Regions from separate parts of the Zea mays genome. Here all the other regions are linked to region 1. The links are chromatin contacts, called in public Hi-C maps. All regions are on one chromosome and are shown on one strand. Each heading gives the region's core, a stretch centred on a gene start, on an enhancer-like site or on the middle of the called end of the contact. The rest is flanking DNA. Distances are from core to core; before and after follow the strand shown.

Evidence for each region. A called contact is a pair of places that touch in the nucleus more often than the background predicts.
Region 2: a Hi-C map of leaf shows a contact between it and region 1, with 6 times the contacts expected there. The contact joins the promoter of LOC100281342 here to the promoter of LOC103654870 in region 1. A contact is called at or near these places in 2 of 25 Hi-C or Micro-C datasets (bundle sheath and leaf).
Region 3: a contact with region 1 is called in a Hi-C map of ear, with 4 times the contacts expected there. The contact joins the promoter of LOC100273072 here to the promoter of LOC103654870 in region 1. A contact is called at or near these places in 5 of 25 Hi-C or Micro-C datasets (ear, leaf, root tip and 2 more) and 1 of 3 datasets of contacts at active chromatin or transcription factors (leaf).

What each region holds. Positions count from the first base shown.
Region 1 is chr4:243,459,172-243,462,773 of Zm-B73-REFERENCE-NAM-5.0, forward strand. LOC103654870 (Uncharacterized conserved protein UCP015417 vWA) reads right to left here and starts at 1,969. Exons shown (of 1, transcript XM_008681688.4): 1 at 1-1,969. The coding sequence starts at 1,795.
Region 2 is chr4:243,664,910-243,668,511 of Zm-B73-REFERENCE-NAM-5.0, forward strand. LOC100281342 reads left to right here and starts at 1,964. Exons shown (of 2, transcript NM_001154260.2): 1 at 1,964-2,265; 2 at 2,364-3,509. The coding sequence starts at 2,107. The coding sequence ends at 3,170.
Region 3 is chr4:243,627,039-243,630,640 of Zm-B73-REFERENCE-NAM-5.0, forward strand. It overlaps LOC100273072, which reads left to right and starts at 1,996. Exons shown (of 7, transcript NM_001360163.1): 1 at 1,996-2,335; 2 at 2,894-3,033. The coding sequence starts at 2,260.

The sequences.
Region 1 (3,602 bases), core at 719-3,218:
CCCTCAGGTTCCAGAACACCACCTCCGGCACGGCCGCACCGTACCCAGCCTCCGTGAACTTGCGCACGATCGCCTCGTAGTCCGTCTCCCACGGGTTCTCCGTCGCCTGGTCGAACTCCATGTCGCTGAACACGAACACGCGACGCACCATCCGCTCCGGCGCCAGCCTGGCGCCAACGGCCACCTCGAGGATCTTGTCGAACACCGCCTGGAAGTCGGTGTTCGTGCCCCAGGCCATGCTTTGGATGAACCTTGTCTTCTCGGAGAGGGTCTCGCCGGCGATCCTGTGGAGCTCCGGCCGCCTGCTGAAGGTGACCACGCGGCCGCGCCATGGGTCGTCGCTGAGCTCGGACACGAGGAGGCCGAGGGCCACGCACACCTCCATGGGACGGCCGTACATGCTCCCGGACACGTCGCACACGGCGACGCAGTTGCTCAGCTTGCCGAGCGCGCGCATGTCGTCGACCATGCGCTGCCACTGCAGGTCGGCCACTTCGCCACCGCTGTGGTTTTCGAGGGAGGCGATGATCTCGTGCGGGAGCAGCGCGCCCGCGGCGATCCGCTTCTTGCCGGACTTGACGTCGGCGAGGTAGGCGTTGAAGCGGTCGGCGTCGTGCTTGAGGAAGAGGTCCGTGTAGTTCTTCATGGCCACGGAGGCGACGCGGGTGTACCTAACCGACTCCCACGCGCGCGCCGAGATGAAGACCTCGGGGAGCTTGAGCGCGCGGCGGAGCGGCACGAGCGCCACCCTGCGGAGCCGCTCGCGCGCGCGGTACGCGTAGTGCTCGTCCGCGAGGTCCGCGGCGAGCTCGGGCGCGGAGCCCTTGGGGAAGAGGCGACGCGCGACGGCCTCACAGATGAGCGTGGAGTGGTCGTAGGAGGAGTCCAGCGACGGGCACCACTTGGCGGCGAGAGAGAACTCCCGGACCTTGCCGGCCGCGAGCTTGCGCATGTCCTCCGCGATGAGCCCCGCGAAGAGGTCGGCCGTGCGGTCGTGCAGGAACCGGTAGGCGGGGTCGTTACTGTACATCTCGACCGCCCTCGCAGCGGCCTCCGCTCTCCTGGTCCGGCGCGCCACCACGGCCGCGGCCGCGAGTCCCCGGTCGCGCTCCAGGCTGGCCGCGACGCGCTCCTCCGTTGAGCCGACGCGCGTGGCGGCCCGTTCCGCGCGGCTGCAACGCGTACGGTTGCCGAAGCAGACGCGGCGGCCCCGGCCTCGGCTGCACTTGGTGGTTAGGCGTGCCTTCTTGCCTGGGGTCCTGGTGGACACCCCGCCGTGCACGATGCGGTGGAGCAGCTCGGGGAGGTCCTTGAGGTAGCCGAAATCGGCGAGGGAGGCGGCGTTTTGGGCCAGCGTGCGCGGATGCCGCGCGTGGAGCCAGAGCGCGGAGGCGTAGAAGCCCTCGCGGTCGGACTTGCCGCTCCCGCGCACGCCGCGGAGGTTGGCCACGAGGCGGAGCGCGGTGTCCGGGTCGGCCGCCCAGGCGGCGCCCAGGAGCGACTCCACGGAGGCGGCCGGCGTGCCGGGCACCACGTGGAAGAAGAAGTCGAGGCAGGGGTCCCCCGAGGACACGAACGTGGGGGAGAAGTTCTCGGTGAGCGCCTTCCCGCCCGGCCCCGCCGCCGCCGCGAGCGCGGCGAACTCGTTGGAGAACGCGTCCGTCAGGTCTGGGAACTCCTCCCGCGTCGGCGCTAGCGCGGCCCCAGTGGCCAGGGCGGCGGAGTGGCTCTGGCGAGCCTCGGGTGGGCCCACGAGGATGTAAGGGGCGTCGGCAATTCCCACGGTGATCGCCATCGTAGGATCTGGGCCTTAGCCTCGCTCGATCGGCTTGAGCAGAGCTTGGGCCGCGGAACTGGGAGGTGTACGGCTACTGCGGGCTGAGGGGGACTGAGGGGGGCCTTCGGGTAATCGGATGTTCTGAGGGCTGCTGGTGGTGAACTGAAGACTGAAGAGACAGGACAGTATATGGGGCTGAGGTTTCTTGGCAGCCAAGGATGGTTTGGGTCGGTGAGATCGATGAACCGACTTGTGCGTATATCGTGTCCATCGGGAAACTTTTTCTTTCCTTATTTTTTGTTGTCTCACCAAAAAATAAGGGCTTATTCGGTTAGCTCCCAATTCACATGGATTGAGTGGAATTTAATGTGTTTAAATTCTAACTAAGTCAAACTTTTTCTTAATTTTTTCAAATCCCATCCAATCCATAGGTAACGGGATTAACCGAACAAGGTCTAAGGCTTTGTTTGGTTAATCCTGTTACCTATAGATTAGATGGGATTAGAAAAAATAAAGAAGCGTTTAACATGTTTGGAATTTAAACCCACTCAATCCACATGGATTAAGAGCTAACCGAACAAGCCCTAACACGGTTATTTTACATTGTAGATTTTATTGTTCATAGATTTAAGTTTAAATATAGGAACGAGGATAGATAAATTGGTAAAGATAGCCTAATGGCTGATAGCCTCCAACGACCGATTGCAATCGGACCTGGACACACCGTCACTAACACAAGGAACGACGTGAGGTGAGTTAGTTATGATAACCATAGGTTATGATAACCATATTCTGTTATTTATTTTCTGGCTTCCGTCTCCAAACACTTACAACGCCACATTTACACCCGTGGCCCACTCAACAGCCCAACACGACCCACGCACCCATCGGCCCACTCCCTTGAATACAAATATTCACGCACATGCTCCCAGGCTCCGCCATTAACTCCGGCACCCTCTTCCTGGTCCGCAACACTGTCTCTGCTGCCATTGGTGATAGGTCCCCCGACCAAAGAATCCGCTTGTCCCCGAGCGAGAGCAGATGGAAACCAAGCCTTCACCAAATAATAGTCCTCCCACGTAGCTGACTCCACTAGATTCTCTGTCCACTTGATCAATACCTGGGGAACAGCCCGATGACCCTTACGTACCAACCGATGATCCAAAATAGCTTTAGGAAACACATCCGTACGAGAGAGGTTAGCCAACTTGGGGAGAGTTATGAACACAGATGTATACCTCAGATGAAAAGGCTTTAATTGGGAGACATGAAACGCCGAGTGAACTTGGGCATCAGCAAGGAAGTCCAAATGGTAAGCACCCAAACCAATCCGAGCCATCACTTTGAAATTCTGAGCGTATGGTTGAAGCTTCAACAATACTTTTGTGGTTTCGAAAACCGGGGGACAATAGAATTTGTGTTCAGTGGGGGATGCTAGCATGGAACTCACTTCGAATGGTGAATCGCTGGGACGTTTGAGACAGAGAATTATACTGGTTGAGGCTTGCGTCCTAGTCCAGTGTAGCATTGATTGTAGTATTGCTTGAGGACTGTGTTGCAGCTGGTGCGTGCGTGAGAAGGAGGGGGTCCTGCCCTTTTATAGCTCAAGAGTAGTACCTTACAGTGGGGACTTGTATTATATTGATGAGAGCATGGCTCGTTGTCCTTGGGTGGCATAGTTCTTTTGACGTCGTCCGTAGAGTCGTGCGTAGCCATACTCTCGGTATGGTGTATCGCTTCATCCGTCCAGTATACGGGTCCCTGTAGTGAGTTTGATGTTGACGTAGTGGCACTTGGCGGGCCCCACAGGGTAGACTTGTGGTGT
Region 2 (3,602 bases), core at 714-3,213, 210 kb after region 1:
CGACACGTGGGTGCTCATCAGTACCCAGGCAGAGGCGACCCCGGAGCGGAGAGGAAGCCAGCGGGGGACCACACGCGCTTCACGTGTACGTAGTATAATCCACTAGACGCACGCGTCAATGAATATATTCTCTATCTATCTATAGACACGGTTTCCATTAATTTAAATTCCGTGGAGCTAATTAAGTTCTTAACCTTTTTTTTATGGAGTGAAGTTATTTCTAATAAATCTAGAGTTTACGAAGCTCATTCAGATACTGTATAGTACATCATATGTATAGTAAGTCGTGTGAAGATACTCTTTACGAAAAAGTTGTCGCTTGTATTTTTTCTCTCTCTCTCTTTCAAATACTAGTAACTCTCTAGAGATCCGGTATTAAAAATAGGAGGCCCCGTTTGGAAGTAAAGTTTTTTCATGGTTTTTGAGAAATACCATAGTATCGGCTAATACTACGGTATTCTAGACTAGAAGCTGTTTGAGAGATCATTAGAAAACAGAGTTTTTAATACTATGGTTTAACCAAAACCACAGTATTTTTGGAGTATTTGATACAGATGTTCGGACCCAAGTTTTCTATTCGGCGCGTGTTTTCCCCCGTCGCAACCCGATCGACTCGCGCTATTTTCATACCCGCCAATATTTTTCTCCCGCCATCACCCAACTCTTCTAACGCACTCCCGCCGCCCCCAGCTCTTTCTCCTGCCGGCTGCCCAGATTCATCTCCTCCAGGCCACCCCTCCCTAGGTTCTCTTCCCCTGGATCTCTCTGCCACCCTTCTCGCTTGTGCAGTGGTCCATTGAGCCAGCACCACATGCGAGGAGCTGGGAAGGAGGATAGAACTGGTAAGTACCTGTTCATTCTCCTCTCTATTCATGTCTATTCATGGCAGAATCAAGCTGGCAAGGAGTTGGGAAGGAGGACAAAACTGAGAATGATTTCCATCTAACCATTGGTTGATTATCTTGTATTTGCTAGAATGTTTTGTCGGTTGATGGTTGCTGCATCATGTATTCGATGGACTAATTTTATTTTGAACTTCTCTAGCCGATGGTAACTGCTATTTGAATTTAAACTGTGCTACCAATCATGTCGAGCTGATGGTTGAATTTAAACAAGCCAAAAACTGTGCTACCAAACATAGCTATGTATTAAGAAATACTACGTTTTTACTACTGTTTTGCTAAAACTGTGGTTTTCTGTCACGACATCTTGTATACTATGGTTTTGATATACTGTAGTATTTGAAAGCTACAGTGCCAAACAGGGCCGGAGTGTGCATGTCCTAAGCACGTGGTGGTGGATTTTCTATTTTTCTTGACTTGGGGAGCCAGCCAGCCAGCCAGCCTGCAGCCAGGCACCACCATCCAATCCAACCCGGCGACCGAGAATGGGCGACCGCCGTCGTCATCATCCTCGGTCCATCCGCAGGCCGGCATCTCTATTTTGGCCCGCGCTCTCAATGGCCAAAGGTTCCCACAGTCAGTCAGCCACTCGTGGCAAATATAGGCGTACGACTATTAAAAATTTCAGTAGAGAGATGTCGGCGTCGGCGTCAGTCAGTCACGTCTCCTTCTGGTCCAGCGGCCGGCAACCTCCACGGCCCTTCTTTCTCCTCCGACCGGGCGGGCCCAGTCGCCAGGTCTTCGCACATAATCCCAAATCCCACATCACATTCGCGTGCGCGAAATCCACGTCCCCCCCTCGTTTGTTTATGCGGTCTCCCCAGCTCAGCTGCTGAATCGCCAAGGACGATCGAGCGCGTGTGCGAGACTGCGAGTGGAGTGGGTGATGATGGCGACGTGCGCTGGGAGGCGGCGGAAGCTTCTTTTTCTTCTTCCCGCTGCTGAGGGTCTGAGAGTGAGACGAGACCGCCCGGACGGACGGACCACCAGACGATATTACCATGGTCCTTCCTCCAGTCCCCGCTCTCTATATAATCACGCCCCGTACGTCCCGGGACGTCGCCACCCGAGCGCTCAGCTCAAACATCCCTACTCTCCTGCTCCTCTTCTTCCTCCTCCTCTCGCTCTCAAGCGCGTCTTCACTCCGGCCTAGCTCGGACGGATCGACATCGAGGGGAAAGGGAATAAGTGGGGGCGCCAGCAGATGGATCCATGGATCAGCAGCCAGCCTTCTCTGAGCCTTGACCTGCGCGTCGGCCTGCCGCCGCTCAGCCTCCACCAGGCGCCGGTGGCCGTCGCCTTGGCCAGGCCCAAGGTGCTCGTCGAGGAGAACTTCCTGCTGCCTCCCAAGAAAGAACCAGAGGTATACGCATACTCTTATGGGTCTTGCTCAGTTGGTGACGATCGACGACGAGCCAAAGAGTCTAACGGATTGTTTTCCTTCATTCGATGACGATCCAGGTGGCGGCCGCTCTCGAGTCGGAGCTACGGCGGATGAGCGAGGAGAACCGGCGCCTGGCGGAGGCGCTGGCCGCGGTGGTCTCCAAGTACGAGGCGCTGCGCAGCCAGCACACGGAGATGGTGGCCGCGTCGTCCGCGTCGGAGGGCGGGTCCGTGTCGCCGTCGCGGAAGCGCAAGAGCGAGAGCGCGGACACGGCGCCGGTGCAGCGCCTTCACCAGCAGCACGCGGCGGCGGACCTGTCGGAGTGCACCTCCGGCGGCGAGCCGCCGTGCAAGCGCGTCGTGCGTGACCGGGCGGAGGAGGTGGAGGAGGAGGAGGAGTGCAGGCCCAGGGTGTCGAAGCTGTACGTGCGCGCCGACCCGGCCGACCTGAGCCTGGCGGTGAGGGACGGGTACCAGTGGCGCAAGTACGGGCAGAAGGTGACCAAGGACAACCCCTGCCCGCGGGCCTACTTCCGCTGCTCCTTCGCCCCGGCCTGCCCCGTCAAGAAGAAGGTGCAGCGCAGCGCCCACGACGCCTCCGTCCTCGTGGCCACGTACGAGGGCGACCACACCCACGGCCCGCCCCCCTCGGGCTCGGGCTCGGGTTCGGGCGCCAGCAGCAAGAACGCCGCGAAGCCGCCGTCGCCGCCGCGCCGCCAGGAGGCTGCTGTCGCGGTGACTGCGGCCGCGGCGGCGTCGGAGATGGTCCGGCGGAACCTGGCGGAGCAGATGGCGGTGACGCTGGCGCGGGACCCCAGCTTCAAGGCGGCGCTCGTGTCCGCGCTGTCCGGCCGGATCCTCGAGCTGTCGCCGACCAAGGACTGACGGACCGCAGACGGATCGGATCGAGCGGCGTGACACGAGATTCTCGCCTCAGGGCTCAGGGTGTCTTCGCACGCACGCGGCAATGGTCGGCCGAACAGGAGACGAGGATCTGCAGCCCAGCACCAGGGACGAGCAGACCGGGGCTGCTCGCGCGGCCGGACATGGCGTGGACCGGTGTCCAGACTCCGGAGATCGTCATGCCGACGACGTAACATGCGAAACGCTACTAGTACAAGAAACAACATCCAAGTGTACAATCCCCTGTACTTTGTAGTCTTGTTTAGGCAAACTGTTCTCTGTCCATCCAATCGATGAAACGAGAACGTTACAAATTTTTTTTACTCCGTTCGATAAGATGGCAATGGGTACCCGCTACCCAAAACCCGGTGGGTTTTTGCTTTATTAGGGTATGAGTTTGGATCAATTTCTCTA
Region 3 (3,602 bases), core at 746-3,245, 170 kb after region 1:
TATACTCATTTGCTCAGGTACTTGTTGCTGTCTATAGTTTGAAAATTTAAAATGGCACCTCAGTGTTCTAACGGCAGAATATCTCTGTTCTTTTTACTCGTTCATATTTGCTATTCTTTTTTTGAACGAAGTGGCAGGAGCTCTGCCTTTCAATTAAGAGAGAGGAAAAAAGTTAGAGTACATAGGTGCGGCAACCCTCAGGCCATAGAATTAGGCACCTAAGAAGGAACACGACAGACAACCCTAGTACAAGCCAAGGCGGCTGGACGCACTTTTATAGAGCAAGACACACTCTCTTACTCTCCCTGCGATCTGGAGCGGTGACAGCGCATATTTGCTATTCTTAGTTGAAGTTAGACTATCAAAAGTATTGTGCTTCATTTCTGCTACCAAAGATAACAAGCACACAACACTATGATGTCCATTGTGTCCGTTGCACAAGGAGAACTTGTTAAGTTGTCGAATAAGGCGTTACTTAGTTTAGTTTCTTGGAACTTCTGCGTGTATGTATATATGTTTTTCTTGATCAATAGAACTTTATATCTATGACCATATTATGACTGGAATATTTTTTTTTGAGAACCAAGTCACAATTTATTACATCCATAAAATTTCAATTAAGTACGAAAAATGTTTGTGCTCTTGTGATATTGTAATATTAGAACACTATTTTTTTTATCTATACACCCAGTCACCACCCACATTGAGACCAGTTAATAGCTTACTGATTATGTGTCAGCAACAATGAGCCTATGTAATTTGTAGTTAATGGATTCATGTGCCACAGACTCGTAGTTGACTGACTGGGTGTTCGGAAGACAACCCTTGTGTTGACTGATAATATCTGATTTATTTTATAAGAGGTCTCTTGTGAAGACAAATCTACTGCGGCACATAATATCTGATTTGTTTGGAAGACAACCCTTGTGAAGACAAATCTACTGTGTTCTGGTGTTTTAAATTCCACATGATGTCTCTTCTGTAATTCCCATTGCATGAATACTCATTGTTCATTGTCTTGTATATCAGATTGTTGAGGTTCTTACAGAATCCTTGACACTCAAGGAGACCTGGACTCCAACAAAGGTTGCTCGGCTTATGCAACAAAGGTGTCTGACATTCTTCATAACAGTAGCGCTCCTGTGAAGAACGCATCTGCATTCCGAACGAAGTTTGAAGCTTCTTTGGCAGATGTTATGGTATGGAGAGCTTCAATGACTTGTATCACTGGAAGGATTACCGCTGAAGCTCTGAAGACTCTTCTAAACATTCCCTTATTATTGCTAACTCCAACGCATTCTTCTCTGCAGACAGAAGTTGAAGACAGATTGAAATTTCTGTCATGCAGTACCGTGAATCTCTTGAGGAGCAGGGTCTGCGAAACTCGGATGAGATTGAGAGGAAGGTTGCCAGTCATCGAAGGCGTCTTCAGTCAGTCAGAGTATGGTTTATCCACTTCAACTGATGGCGTGCTAACAGCAGGCGGTCTTCTGGTGTGTAAGAAGGCCCAGCAGGAAGGACACCTGCGTATTTGATAGCATCATTTCTTTTGTTTTGGATTTGAACTTGCATCGTCATTGACTGCCACAACTCACTAACAATGAGCCATGCTGTACCCCTCAACTGCATTCAGTCTTTTATTTTGTAAGCTAGGCACACATCACGCACATGATTATCCGAGGAAACGGCGTCGGAGCCAGAGCAGAAGCCGCAGCCCAGTCACAGGAAAGGGATGGAGAGCACAATCGCATGGGAGAGAGTGAGAGACGACCGCGTGGGAGGAAAAGAACGAACGGAGGGAAAAAAAAATATAGCCTTTTTGGCTGACAACAAATGCACCTATCTTTATTAGAGATGAATTATTGGTGATCCGCATATTTTTGTTAGGGTTGATTGATCCGAAGAAACAGTATTGGGGACCACCTGCCATTGTTTTGTGAATGAATTAGTGGTGAGCTGCTATGCTCTCTCTCACTCCTTATCCCTTCTCTATCCGCCAGAGGGAAATACCCATTGATCTCATCTCATGCCCTGTTGCCGCGCCTGCTCCTCCTTCCCCATCCGCGCCCACCGCCGCCCCTCCGGCAGCCCCGCCACGAGCCCACCCGCAAGCTTCCCGCACGGCCACCGCTGCCTGGTATCAATCAAACCAGTCGTCCGTCCTCCTTTCCTTCAAATCAAGTCCATTTCCACTCCCTGTCTACCCTCTCCCTCGTCTCTGGTGGGCGGTGGCCTCGCCTCCCTTTCCCCGTCGCCCTGATGGCTCCCTCCGCAGCTCTCGCTCCGGTGGCCTTCCGCTCCGCCTTCTCGACTCCGCTCGCGTCGAACCCTACCCGTAAGTCCCGAAGCTCCAGCTTTTACGGCCCCATTTTGGTCGGTTCTTCCTCGGTTTACGATTTGGAGGCGGGAGTAAGTGAGAAATCTGGAATCGGTTCCTCCCCAACGGCTGGACAGCGCATTATCCATGTGCTGAGTGTCTGATTTGGGGTAGAGTTCCATTGGAGGTAGGGCGTCGACCGGGGTCCCGTGCGGGAGCATCAGGCGCGGTTTGGTTTCGTTGGGACTTGTGAGCAGCTATCACTGATGGTAGCCGGCTGCCTGGCTTGGAGCCGTTGAGCTCGAGTCAGAACTGTTTATCTTGGAACGATTACTCAGCTGGACCTGCTGATGAACAATTACGAGCATGAGAAAATTACTCTAGGTTTTTAGATTGACTATGGACTCTTGTTGCTTTGTTGAACACTTGAACCAAACTTCTATAAAATGGACTCTTGCGCACTTATTCTAGACTGACATTCTTTTGTACTGAGTCACCAGTGCATACTTGCTGATAGTTTGATGTTGGATTGGGTAACATCTGAACATCTTGTGCCCACTCTTGACTGTTGTTCAGGTAATAGAATAAACATAGAAGGCACTTTCTGTTTGCCGTGTTCCGCAAGGAAGAGAGCTAGTTATAGATCTTTCCGAGTGTACAGTTTATTTGGAGGGAAGAAGGATAAAGATGAGAATGGCGATGAAGCGCCATCGAAAGTAAGTAGTTGACTGACCATCTTGTTTCCGCTGTTATTGTTAAGGTTCTGTTCCTAATATTATCTAGAACTAAAAATAACACTCTAATTTCATTTTTTGGACAATTCATTATGTATATATTTATGGGAGAAGTCCATTTTTTGTCCATTTAACTCTGATACCAGAAATCTTTTGCCATTGAACAATGAAAGCCATTCATGTTTGGTCATTGAGCTGGTTTCAATGGTGGTTTTGCTGACATGGATGACATGTGGCAATAGGCCCACTCATCGGACCTCTTTCTCTCTCGTGGCCGTGGAGTCACCTACTCACCTAGATCCGTCTGCACTGCCTCTTTGCAGCGTGGCTCACATTGGCCAGAGACATTTTTGTGGTTGTGGCAGTAGAGATGGAGGAAGAGATGGCACATGAGAGGTGGCGGCTTGTGGTGGTGGCAGCAAGGGAGTGGAAAGAGAGCAGATAGAGAAAGGCAAAAGAGAAGAGAGGGAGAGGTGGAAGCCAACAAGTTGGTCCCACTGCCACATGTAGTCCATGTCAACGAAAACTGCAAGGAAACCACTCTAGATGGC